Linked DNA regions of Drosophila melanogaster: region 1 is linked to region 2. A link is a contact called in public targeted proximity ligation data. All regions are on one chromosome and are shown on one strand. The core of a region is the stretch at or near the end of the contact, and the rest is flanking DNA. Distances in the headings are between cores, read along the strand shown. Region 1 holds the start of PGRP-LC (Peptidoglycan recognition protein LC). Region 2 holds the start of CG4476.

Region 1 (6,447 bases), core at 1,489-3,988, 130 kb after region 2:
TAATAATTTAATTGAATATTTTCCAGACTAAGGTGACCAGAAGCCCGGGTGCATATGTGTATCAAGAAATCCGGAACTGGCCGCATTTCTACGGCTGCGGAATGGACGAAGCACCGGCCTGCGGCATCGAATTGGGCATGAAAACGGAATCGTGGGACGCCAAGCAATAGCTACAGACTTTTCTACCACCTAAGTGTAACCAAGCACAAACTGTATTTTAATACATATACTAAGGCGAATGGAGCTTTCTTTTAATCGGTTATGCTGGCTTCGAAACCAAAGTAAACCGGTTGGGAGCAAGCGGTTTATTTATAGTAATATATATATATATAGTGTCTCTCTTCCTCTCTGGAGCTCTGTTTAGTTTTACTGTCGCTCAAAAAGCTGGAAATTCCCAAGCCGCAGTCAACCTCTATCAGTGCCAATACCAGTACCCCTTTTATTCCCTCATAGACTTTAACACTCATCGATCTTGTGTGTGTCTGTGTGTGTGTGTAAATATATGAGAGCCTTTGTGCGCCAGTACAACATCATTATCGGTAGCTTCACTTCACTTCACTTATATAGACGATGTTGTGATCGCTGTGGCTGCCTTTGTCATTTATCTGCCTTTCAACGTGAATATATGTACAATGATAATAATGATGTTTTATTTTTGTTATCATATGGAGTCATTACAATCCTATTTACAGGAAGACTGGTAATAGCAGAGAAATATATTAAAAATGAAATGGATATTTGCCAATAAGATCTGCTATCATCACCGACCTTCAGTTCAAAGCCCTCAACAGAGAAGTACGTTCGATGATTTATATTGGTAAAAAAAAAAAGAAACTCCTTCGAAATGTTTATGTTTTTAACTTGCGCATCAAATGATGAGCTGAAACTATGACGACATGGAAAGCTAATAAACTAGTGGGTGTGCCTTTTAACCCTCTTTTCATCAATGACCTAAAGTCCAACCTGCCCAAAAGAGTGACGTACATACATTCATTGACTAATTAATCTCACGGCGCCTTAAAAAAAAAATTATACCTACAACGCGGAACGAATTTTTGGCCAAAACAATGACGAGAGTACGGCACGTGTAAAAACCAAAAAGAAGAAGAAAAAAACACATATGCGAAGAGGGAACCAAAAAAGTAAAAATAATTAATAATAATTAAGGTAAGAAAATATGTGGAGGTAGGTATATTAAAATAGCTATGGTGATTGATTTCGCAACCGTTGTAAAGAAATTATTATCTGCTTCATTGGAAATGATTTACAATAATTACTGGCATTTTTCGCAATAAAATAATGGGTCAACAAAGAATAGATTGCCTGGCTACAAAAGGCATAAATCATTAGATGTTTCGGTGTAGAACTTTAACTGCAATAAAATAATACATTTTAAAGGCCACTCAACAAGCTTATCAGTAAGTCAGGAACACTGAGAGAAAAAATATTATAAATAGTCTACAACTATTTCGATTAAAGCTCGTTGCGCTTTCCACTTATAATTATATTTTTATTTTTCTTTTCTGTAAGCGTGTTCGGAATTCGTTTCGCCAATTTGTTGCTCTTTACGTTTTATCCATCAACAGTTTCCCGGCGCCCTTTTCAGACTATCAGAGATCGCCGAACCGCCGTTCGCCTATAATTACATTAAATATTTTTCAACACAAGTACAATGGGTCAAGCTGGAATTGGAAGAGAAAAAAAAGAGCTATGTACACATGTACATATGTATACATATATATATATATAACTGGCCTGTACCACAAAGTGAAATAGCCAAAAACCGATTGCGGGCCGCAAAACAAAACAATTCTCGGAAATGGTAGCGCAATTTAAAATGTTCACATTTTTGCCCACACTGCAATGTCTGTAAGTGTTTTGGTAGACGGGAGAGAGCCGGAGATTTGTGTTGTTTATTGGTTGAATAAATAAAAAATATATATATTTATATACATACATATGTACATATATAATACGTATACGCCGATTTGTCTGTGTCGATGTCGGTGCGGACGACTAAACAACTAAACAAAAACAAACAGTCATCGTCAGGTGGGAGAAGTTGGAGAGACCATTCTCGAGCCACGGGGCGTAGCTGGAGGTATCGTTATAAATTTGACTAATATCTGGAAGATTTATAAAAAAAAACCCGAAATCGAGAACAGGTTCCGCGACTTAATGACGCTCGGAAAAACCGAAATATGCAGCTCGCCAGATGCAGTTATCGGAATTCTTTCGGTTTCTTGGGATCACTCGCTTTTCGTTTAAACCAGTTTCGATTGAGAAAAAGTTGTACCGCTATCATAAGTTATTAAAATGTACAGTTTTTTTTAAGGAAAATTTAAATCATTGCATTTTATTGGTTAACGCTAGATTACAAAAAGGATAGAAAATACAACAGAACGCGTTCATATTATGTAATATGTAAACACTATATGTTAAAAAATTATATTTTCTAAAACGATTTAGAAGTTTTTTGGAACAAGGCTTTTGAGTTGCACTCTTAAGATCTTTTGAGAAATCACTTATTAAAATGCAAATCGGTAACAAGTTGGACTGCCTGAAAATCGGACTCAAATTAAACAACTTTGGTTAAATAAACGCAAAAACGCCGACCGCTCTCTCCCCATCATTCTCTTTGTTTTTTTTTTCTCAGCGATCTGCTCTCCCTCACACACGCTCCCCACACGCTGCCATATCAGACGCTCCAGCTTTTCAGGCCGCTGCGATTTGATCGCCGCTCAGTTGATCAGAGTCACTCGAACGCGCCGCTGCTCAACGATTCGAAATTGGCGCGAAACGGTATAAAAAGTTCGACTTACAAATTGGCTATATAGTATAGACGCTCAAATATCAAACGAGCTGCAACGGTTTTCGTCGGCAATTTAAAGTGCGTAACGATATGCAAAGTGTTAATATAGAATAGAATATAGAGTGATTATATAGAATATTACACACCGCAAAATAATCATAATCCTATTATATGACTAGTGACAAATAATTGAGCAATTATATCGATATTTAAGTGCAAACTAGTTTGTTTCTCCAATCGTTTTATGTTCCAGGAATGTTAATTAGCCTTTCGAAACACGAAAGGAAGTGAAAGAAATTCGTGGAAGTGAAAAAGAAAACATGCTATCGAAACATCGATCGAAAATCAATTAATTTGCACATAGGCCATATTTAATGATAATTTTGAAAACACGTAAAACATCAGAGTTGTTAATTATTATCGATTCTCCAAACAGAATACAACCAAAACAAAGAGCACCCATATTGTGATGATCTGTGCGTGTATTAGTGACAATGGCCGCCGCTCCCGTGCACGTGTATTGGTGCGCTCGGTAAACTCAAAATGCCATTCCGTTTCTCATTTGTAGCCGTTGTCGTTATTCGGTGTATTCCATTTGGTGTTATCTCAAAAGCGTGCTCTGTGCCAACTCTCTAGAACATCGATTCTAAAGTATAAAGTCGCTACCCTCCAAGGCACCCTTTCAATTCTATCGAGTTTATCACAATTCGCGGAATTCTTTAAAATAGAGTTACTGTTTTGAAATTGGCACACCTCTTCGGAAACCTTCGTATCTACGTATCATCAAGACGTCACGGCATATGCCCATAATGATCTTTCAGCCTTTTGAAGACGTCACTCGTGGCTTTCGAATATCCAAAATTAAGCATAACATGCATATGTATGGGTAACAACTACTACTTTTGTGTTTCTCGGAATCCACTTAAGTAAATAGACTACGTCAATGATTATAGCTAATTTGCATAAGCCTTGCATTCGTGCGAGCTTACTGACCAACTATTTGAATCGAATTTGACGAGTATACAATATAAGTCAACTGTATACATACACATATATTCCAGCACTATTCAATACCCTTATATCTTAATTATACAAACTTCACTGCCATACAACAGCAGCAACGTTTTTTATTCGCGTTTTAAAAACTCTGTTGGCAATCGAGCTTATCAACAATCGTGTATACATGAACTAAAAGCGTTGATTGTACTTATAAATCATATTGCAACTGAACGATCTAATGGATTGTGATAACAATAAAATCACTTTTATAAAGCATGTGTAATTGAAAAGTATTAAAGAACTGACGAAATATTTTTCTAAATTGTGTGTGTTATCCAAACCGTTTAATAATGCTCAAAGCTATCAAATAAATATCACTTAGCTTATCGCATAATATAATATCAGCAATACATTGTTAAAATATATACATATATTTATCAATGTTCTAAAAACACTTGCACACAAGGGAATTATGTGGTTTTATCAAAAATAAAAAAATCAGTGCACCATAAAGCCAAAGTGCCTCCCCAAAGTTAAGCCCACTTTAGCCCAATTCAAACAAAAAATTTCTTCGAAATTTGACAACGTTTGACTAGCTTATTATCATCAAGTTAACCGGGACCAACAAAAAAAAAAACGTATACTTATTTGCAGATGCTCATGATGTGATGTTTGCCGAGAGCTGTGCCTAGTCAGCCGTTTTGCCATACGAAAAATAATGTACCGCCCAATCTGCTAAATAGGAAGGCTAACACATAACGCTCAGAGATCCAGAGAAAATATCAATCTGGTTACGTGACTGTCACGATAGTTCGACATGCCTTTTAGCAATGAAACGGAAATGAGCCAATGTTCCAATGCGAAACGTAGAGTAAACGATCCGTTGACTGGACCAAAAAACTGCAGTACTTCGTCCACAGACTCGGGCGTTATACTAAACGATAATGTGGCGGCATTCCGGCCGGAGAAGGAGACCAAAGATCGGGGGACGGGCGAAGGGCAGTTCCAATCGAAATCGGAAGAGAAAACGGAATCCAAGCGTATCAGCGTTGAGCACACTGTCAATATAACAACGGAAAATGTTGGAAAGACATCTTCGCCGGCGGTTTCCATACGGAGTACCACAATTTCCGTTGTGTCCATCGATGATAATGCCATCGACTCGAGTAGTATTGATAGTGATTCGGAGGCCGAAGCGGAGGATTATACGGTCCAGAAGCTGGGTCACCAGGTCACCTACCCGCCCAACAGTTCACACCTGCGCGACCTTAACCAGGGTCTAACGGTGATCAGTCGCCATGTGGCGCCAGGTGAGGCGGCAGTACCACCACCCAATCCCCTGGAAGCTGGCATTGTGGCCAAGCAAATACTGAACGGTAATCTGGCCGTGGCCACGCCCACATCGCCGGCGGGCGGTGCCACGCAGGGTATTGGCAGCATCGCCCTGACCAACTCCACAGATGTGACGTTCGGTGATAAGCATTTCTACGAGGGACCCGTGACGATACAACAGTTTCTCATCGATAATCGGGACAAGTGGAAACCGGGCGAGGGACCAGCTGGTGGACAGGATAACCCCGCATTCAATGGTGGTCCCAGCACGAATGGAAGTGCGCCGGGTAAGACATTCTAAGCTAATTTAATAGATTGTATTTTAAAATCTAAATCTGATATCGTTTAGTTTTTGTACACTATACTAAGAATGGAATCTTAAAAGTTGTAACTTTCGATTGCTTTCGCATCTTTCTGCATAGTTATTCTTGAGGATCGTTAGTTCGATAATTTCAACTTTTTAGTTTTCTATTCTAAAATATATATTTTCTGGGATATATATCCTTAAAACATATATATATTATTTTGCTATTTCCTGCTGCCTTTGTTTGCGTTTCATTTCTGTCTTCACCTTGCCGCGGTTCTGTTTGCTTTAATGGGCCAAAACTGAGCGCGTGTGACTATTTGTTTACTCAACCCAATTGGCCAGGTCTAACGACCGTGCTGCGAATGGTAGATTAGCAGATGGCCCACAAAGCAGACAGATTCATTGTATGCGCCTAGAACAAATACTACATGTTACTATAAAAACATATTAAATGCATTTAATTGCGCAAGGCAACAAAACTCATTATGGAAAATTTTGTTAAAATGCCAAATAATTTTATTACGTATAGAAAATATTTTAGCTTGAAAATTAAAAAATATTTATGAAAATCACGAACCCAAAATTTGTCTCACATAAAATAAAATTCATGAGAGAAAAAGTTTTAACGCCAATAGTGTCGGGGGATTTTTTAATATTAATACATTTTTTATTACTTATAGAACTCGTTTTTTATCTCCCTGTTTTCCGATTACAATCTCAGCACAAAAAAAAAACAAGTAAAATTTCATTCACGAAAAGAAAATGTATCTCTGCCGATTCAAGGCCCCGCAGCTCGTAAATCAAATCGGTGAAAACTTGCGATAATTACGCACAAAAAAAAACCATAGCAACTGCAATTGTTTACTTGATTGATTTTCACAATTACCATAATTAAATCGCCGTTCTGGTTGGCGAAAGTCTCCAATTGGAATTGAACCAGGGGTTCGAGTGTAAATTTAGTCAGCTGTAGTTAAGTGTTGTTTTTATAAAGGCAGGT
Region 2 (6,100 bases), core at 3,529-6,028:
AATTAAGTAGCCGGTGGCTTTAATTGCCTGTTACGATTAGGAAGTCACCTGATAAGCATTCCGCAGTTGACAACTCTTCGGGGGCCTGAGTGAATCATTCGAAAACATTTCATATAAAGGGGTCAAGGTCATATCGGGGAGTTATTGAGGAAATAGTTAACATTCAGATAGCTGAATCCGTTAGCAAAATATCACAATGTTAAATTCACACGTCTTCGGCGAAATAATCGGATGAATTCCATTGTTGCTGCTCTCGTAGCTGGTTCCATGGCGATTAAACCGTTTTGTAATTAACATGATTATTATTAAACTGCTGCTGCTTAAAATGCATATTACTTTATTGTGGGGGTGTGAACCCGGCTGTGCTGTTGATATACATACAAATATGCATATACATATACATATAGGTGTAGATTGGTTGCTTTCAGCACATAGGCAGTTTATTTAACCAACAATTGAGGCGTAATTGATCCTCTTATTGTGAACAGGCATGAACCGTGTTATTATTTTATTATGGCTCCCTTAATTATGGGAGAAAATTCTAACGAAATTTATTTTATTTCGTGGAAATTGTGGATATGGCTATTTAATTATTGACGTCTTATATTCGATTATAAGGTATTTAGGAAATTCGATACACTCGGGTAATTTGATTATTAATTGCAAGTACTATAAGTTAAACTGGAATTTTAAGTGGCTCGTATTTATAAAAGAAGGACTTACTTGCATAAAAAGTATCACTTGTAGAGTTCTAGTTTTCAACCTAGTTTTTAGTAGCTCTAACACAAAGCACAGGACCATAAAAGTCAAATAAAGTTATATAATTACTATTAGCTATAATAAATAATCCACTGCAATGGCTCAAACTCACCTGTATGTGTGGCAATCCTTGATCTGCTGACAGCCCACGCTCCTCACGCAATCGTTCCTCTAACTATTTATTTTTGCTACGAAATGTGACTAATTTTTCTTCTTATGTTTTATGTTGATTAAAGTTTTAACGATCACTGTCACTGTTTAAGCGCTTTGCTTCACTCACTATCCCGACTTTGTTTTAGTGTCAATAAATTATACTCCGTTAAAGTTTTTCGCTTGCACAAATTGCTGAACATAAAATATATTTCGATTTTCTTTAATTTCAATTGTTTCTGCTTTTGTTGCTTGGAGCGAGCGTGGGCGTGGCAGTTGTGGGCGGGCGGCGATAATGAATTCACTCTCATAACTTTACCCATGCAATTGGTGTTGGCAAAAGGCTAACGAAATCAATTTTTGCACCCCAGTCTCGGTCCTCCTGTTTTTGTTTTCCTGCGGAAAGTTGTTCCGCACTCTTCTCTGTCGCTCTCGATTCACTTGCACTTTGGCGAATTATTATTATTATCAATTTTAATGATATATCTACTTTATATCTGCTCGTTGCCCGATGGATTTGTTATTCGTTTGGTTGTATGATTTTTACTTTCTTATTAAACTGCTGACATTGCCGCTTGTCGAGCGCGGCAGCTGTTTACTCCTTTGGCCTGAACGCTGCGAAGATTTTGGCAAGACATGAAAGAAGAGTTTTCCTCGCAATTTCCCGGCAAACTGCGCAGTTCCGAATTATGTCCCTCGAATCGATACGCACGAAATGGAAAATTTATGTTCTATTTTTTGCAGAACTTTTTGTTTGCGGTGCCTCAACTTTCGATGACTTTGGTCTATTTTTGGATGGCCAAATCGCCTTCGGACAACTGCTCGAGATGATCTTGGTCTGCTCTGGTTCGCTCTGCGACTGAATGGTGGACCTCTGGACGCAGCAATTTATACGGCATATGTGACGGCAGCTCGGTCTACCATAGCTCTGCCTCTCTCTCTCGCATCCCAGAGTACTCTTCATGGGATCGGGCCTCCATATCGCGGGCCATATTCACTCTCCCTCCGATCGGCGTCTTATCGCATCGGGTCCGGTCGAGCCTTTCCTTTCTTTGTCTTAGGAGCAGTGGCCACACAGAGAGAAAAGATAAGTACTATTCCATGGCAAGTTATCAAAATGCACCAAGATATATATATCTTTCAATTGTTTCTAAGACTTATTATATTAATAAACAAATATCCTTAAATTTTTCCACTATGTTACTTTTAATAATAATATTTTTTTTTTTATTATTTTCTGTGAATTTATATGAGTATTCTAAGATACTTTTGCATGAAGATAGAACTTTAGCTGAGTGTAGCCTAATGAATAAACATGTACTAGTTATTATAAATATTAGATATTAAATGGTCTGCATTTTTTTCTCTGCACACAAATCTTGCCATAAATATTGATGTTGATATTAGGTGTTTTTTATTTTTTTGCCTCGCCTCAGCTCATTCGCAATGCATTTTGTCTGACGACATAGCACAATCTGTGTGTAATTATGTTAATTATTAATTAGCATTAGCACAGTTCCTGGTTCTTGAGCCAACCTAGCTCAACATTTGATCTAGCCCTGCTGCAGGTGATTGTAGATTCTGAGCATCTAAGTGGAACACTCTTGCTCACCTGAATTTCTGGCCACCGGGAACGACAGTGAACACACATGAAACTTGTTTCACAGGCGACAGGTTTCATAGCATAGGCATTCATGGATGTAGTAATATGCACAGTGATTCTCGAGTGATTTTCCAAGGGTGGATTGAAATCCTAGATTACACTGGCCGCATAGGCTGGGAAATTCCACTTGATTTCGAGTGTTTGTTTATCGGTTTATTTATTTAGCTCTTGACGTTATCACACACGGGGTGTGGACGCACGGTTATCAAATCTCAGCAGCCAGAAACACTCGAAAGGCGAATTAGTCAAGTGACTATAATTAATTGGCAATAAAATCTTTTAATGGTCATTTATCGAACCCATAGGTGTGGCATTGAAAATATGGCATTTTACTGCAGACTTCGGCTATAATTTTCTTCAAGGTGGGAACATTGTTCAGAAGCCACATTATTGTACATCCAAAGGAGATTATTGTTATGATGCACTTGAAAGAATCATTACGATGTAGTAACAGCTCCAGTATCTCACCTCGGATTTTATTTTAACAACCGTTTAGAATCTACTTAACGATGGAATGGTACAAGTTTTGTTTGCCATATCTCGTGTTGCCAGACAATAAACATATTCCAAGTCAAATTATACATTTGGATGCCTTGAAATGGCAATATCAGCCTTATATATACAAAGCAGTTATTTACGTATAACACGATAGTATTTGTTCGTGTTTTGACTACCGTTTATGACAAACTTTCCATCTCATTTCGGCCTCATCAAGATGCTAAAATATTCCCCCAAGAATGACGGACAACTTTTTCCCCCACCGCTGCCTCACTTTTTGTGCCAGCTGTATTGTTCAGATTCGGATTCTCAGATTTCGAGGGTTATGTTTGCATTAGTTTGGGATATATGTATATGCTTGATTACTCGTTGACAGGAACTATTAGCGGAAACCCGCGATTTTTGCCAGAGACAAGATCTCGAATTGAAGCCTGTGTGTGGCATCAAATAAAGCGAAGCGAATTATGTAAAAAAAAAAAAATAGTGGTTAAGCCTAGTCGGGTGATGCGTTTATCAAAACCACTGAGTGGTGTCACAGTGGTTTTGGGTCATTGACTTAGCTAACTCCTACTCTCATTAGGTGCAGACAAAAAAAATGGGTCTACCTAACTGAGTCTCCTAGTAAATGTGGCATTGTTCAAATATTTAATAAATGTAACACCTAAAAAAAGCTTTTATGTGTTTAACACTATTAATGGAAAAAAAGGGCTCATGTGATTTTTATCACTATCTTATAACTAAATCTTACACAAACAGTTGGTAAAAATAAGTACATACTTACATTTTAGAAAAACCATTTATATTTAAAGCTATTTATTGCTCAGAAATTTATGACAATTTTTTTTGATATGCTAGCAGACATATTCATGTTTGATTAGCCGCAGTAAAAAGTGTTTTTGAGATATGACAATTATGGGTCATATATGGCTTTATGGGAGCAATATTTTGGATGAACTGCTTCCATTTGCGATTGCCGCTGCAGAAAGTCGTGCCAATATGATAGCGCGAGGCCCGTCATTGTTTGCAAGGTTATCATTGCGACTGGATCTTCGATAAGAACGAGCTAAACTTCTCGTTTGTTCTCGTATCTTCATAAATCTTATTGTTTTGCTTATATTTGGCCTTAGGAAAGTACACAGCAACGGATGCGCATAAATAAAGAGTTAAAGCGTTTGATAAGCTCGAAACCTCACCACTTGGCTTGGTAGGAAATAAATTAATTGAGATTATATCAGCTTTTTGAACTGCAAAAATCCGTAAAATTTGTGTGTCTACACAAAGCTGACAGGTATATAACTTGTTTAGCGATCACTTCTGTTATAGCACTCAGGTTTTGAGTTCGAATGCAAAATGCCCAAAAGAAGGCAACATATTTTGATATTTTCTACAAGAATTTTCTGATATATGATTTATTTGGAATCAATTATGCTCAAATTGACAGACATATTTTAATTCGTGGGCCTTGAACCTTTGCTTGTAGGTAAAGTTCCCAGTAAAATTTCCTTTAAAGCAAATATTGCCAAAAATGAATTTTAATTAAGCATTCCGAACGCACAAATCAAAGTATCCAGACCGCCCAAATCCGCTTCGGACTTCAATCAATTAAATTGACCGGCTGATTGAAGACCCCCATCCAATAAGTCTCTCTTGAGCAAAACCCGAGTTTTGAGTGCGGATGCTTCTCTATAAAAGCCGGTCGCAGCTCTCCACTTTACTTCAGAGTCTTGTGTCCCAGGAAAGGAAAGACAGCAGACAGCCAAATAGAATAGGGGAATAAACAAAACCTAGATAAACAGAAGTTCGAAGGGAAATGTTGATGGAACGGTTCTCGATCGGTGGATTTGGGTTGCTGTGATTTTATTTCGCGAAAAAGAGTTGAAAATTACAAAGTTTCAGCCAAACTTGATTGCTTGTTTTTAAAGTGTGTGTTTTTCGTATTCGTTGTTTGCGAGTTCAGAAAGTGTGTTTTGTGTCCATGGTGCCGGTTGATAACATTCTGCAAAATCACGTCTACCTCATTCACGTCAAGAAATACTTAAAAGGTATTAATATTATATTATTTGTGCCTTGGCAAACAATTGCCCCCTTCAATTGCCGCTGGATAAACATTAATAAACGGTTTGCTGAAATCGTAATATGCGATTGCATCAGCTGGAAAACTGAAAAACTACAGGGGCACTTGACCAACTCGAAAATCTTTGATTAGAAGTTTTGGATTAAGTTATGAAATAAGACCGATTTGGTTTCTAATTTACGTTGAGGTGCTTTTTTCAGTCATCTATATGTAAATTGTAAACAGTTTTGATATTTGAGTGCCGTTCTCTTTAGCGACATTCCGCTGTAGTACAATCGACGACGCAGTCCTGCAATTCAGCGTATTAGATTTCAATAATTCGGAGCGCCGGAGGCGTCAATTTGAATTCGAGGAGCGTCTGGGCATTTTTTGCAGCTTGTATCTAAATTGTTGCCCTATCTTATTTCTAGCAACGCATTACGATGAAAGATTTGAAAACGGAGATCCTAGTGAGCGGCGGCCTGCCGAAACTGGAGACCAGCAGGGTAAGTTACTCACAACGATTTCTTTAAAGCGTAATTATATTTTTAAGGGCCAAACATATAAACATGTTATTGATTTGCTAAAACATAAATTATTTTCCGAGTGTCAAGTTCAATTAGAAACGGAGTAATTGTTTTTTTCCAGTGTGCCGGCAGTGGCGAGGCGCTGCTAAAGCCATCCTTGCTGCCCATGGCATTGGAATCGTCTGAGCTCTCTCCGGATCGGAAGGCCCGCGACAACTGGGGCAGTTCGCTGGAGTTCCTGATGTCCTGCATCGCCCTGAGCGTGGGATTAGGCAACGTGTGGCGGTTTCCATTTACGGCCCTGGAAAACGGCGGAGGGGCATTCCTAATTCCGTACCTCGTCGTCCTGTTTGTGGTGGGAAAGCCGATTTACTACATGGAGATGCTGCTGGGACAGTTCTCCAGTCGTGGCATCGTGCAGGTCTTTGACTTTGCGCCCCTCATGAGAGG

What was found.
Region 1: a contact with region 2 is called in a targeted proximity ligation map of the Kc167 cell line, with 4 times the contacts expected there. A contact is called at or near these places in 16 of 107 Hi-C or Micro-C datasets (the Kc167 cell line, the ML-DmBG3-c2 cell line, the S2 cell line and 6 more) and 2 of 7 datasets of targeted methods (both in the Kc167 cell line).

What each region holds. Positions count from the first base shown.
Region 1 is chr3L:9,337,700-9,344,146 of dm6, forward strand. It overlaps PGRP-LC (Peptidoglycan recognition protein LC), which reads left to right and starts at 2,739. Exons shown (of 6, transcript NM_206308.4): 1 at 2,739-2,890; 2 at 4,466-5,430. The coding sequence starts at 4,629. PGRP-LA (Peptidoglycan recognition protein LA) reads left to right here. Exons shown (of 6, transcript NM_206304.2): 6 at 27-637. The coding sequence ends at 170.
Region 2 is chr3L:9,207,102-9,213,201 of dm6, forward strand. CG4476 reads left to right here and starts at 4,779. Exons shown (of 6, transcript NM_140036.2): 1 at 4,779-5,112; 2 at 5,555-5,629; 3 at 5,772-6,099. The coding sequence starts at 5,567. Slc45-1 (Solute carrier family 45 member 1) reads right to left here and starts at 1,752. Exons shown (of 4, transcript NM_140035.2): 1 at 872-1,752.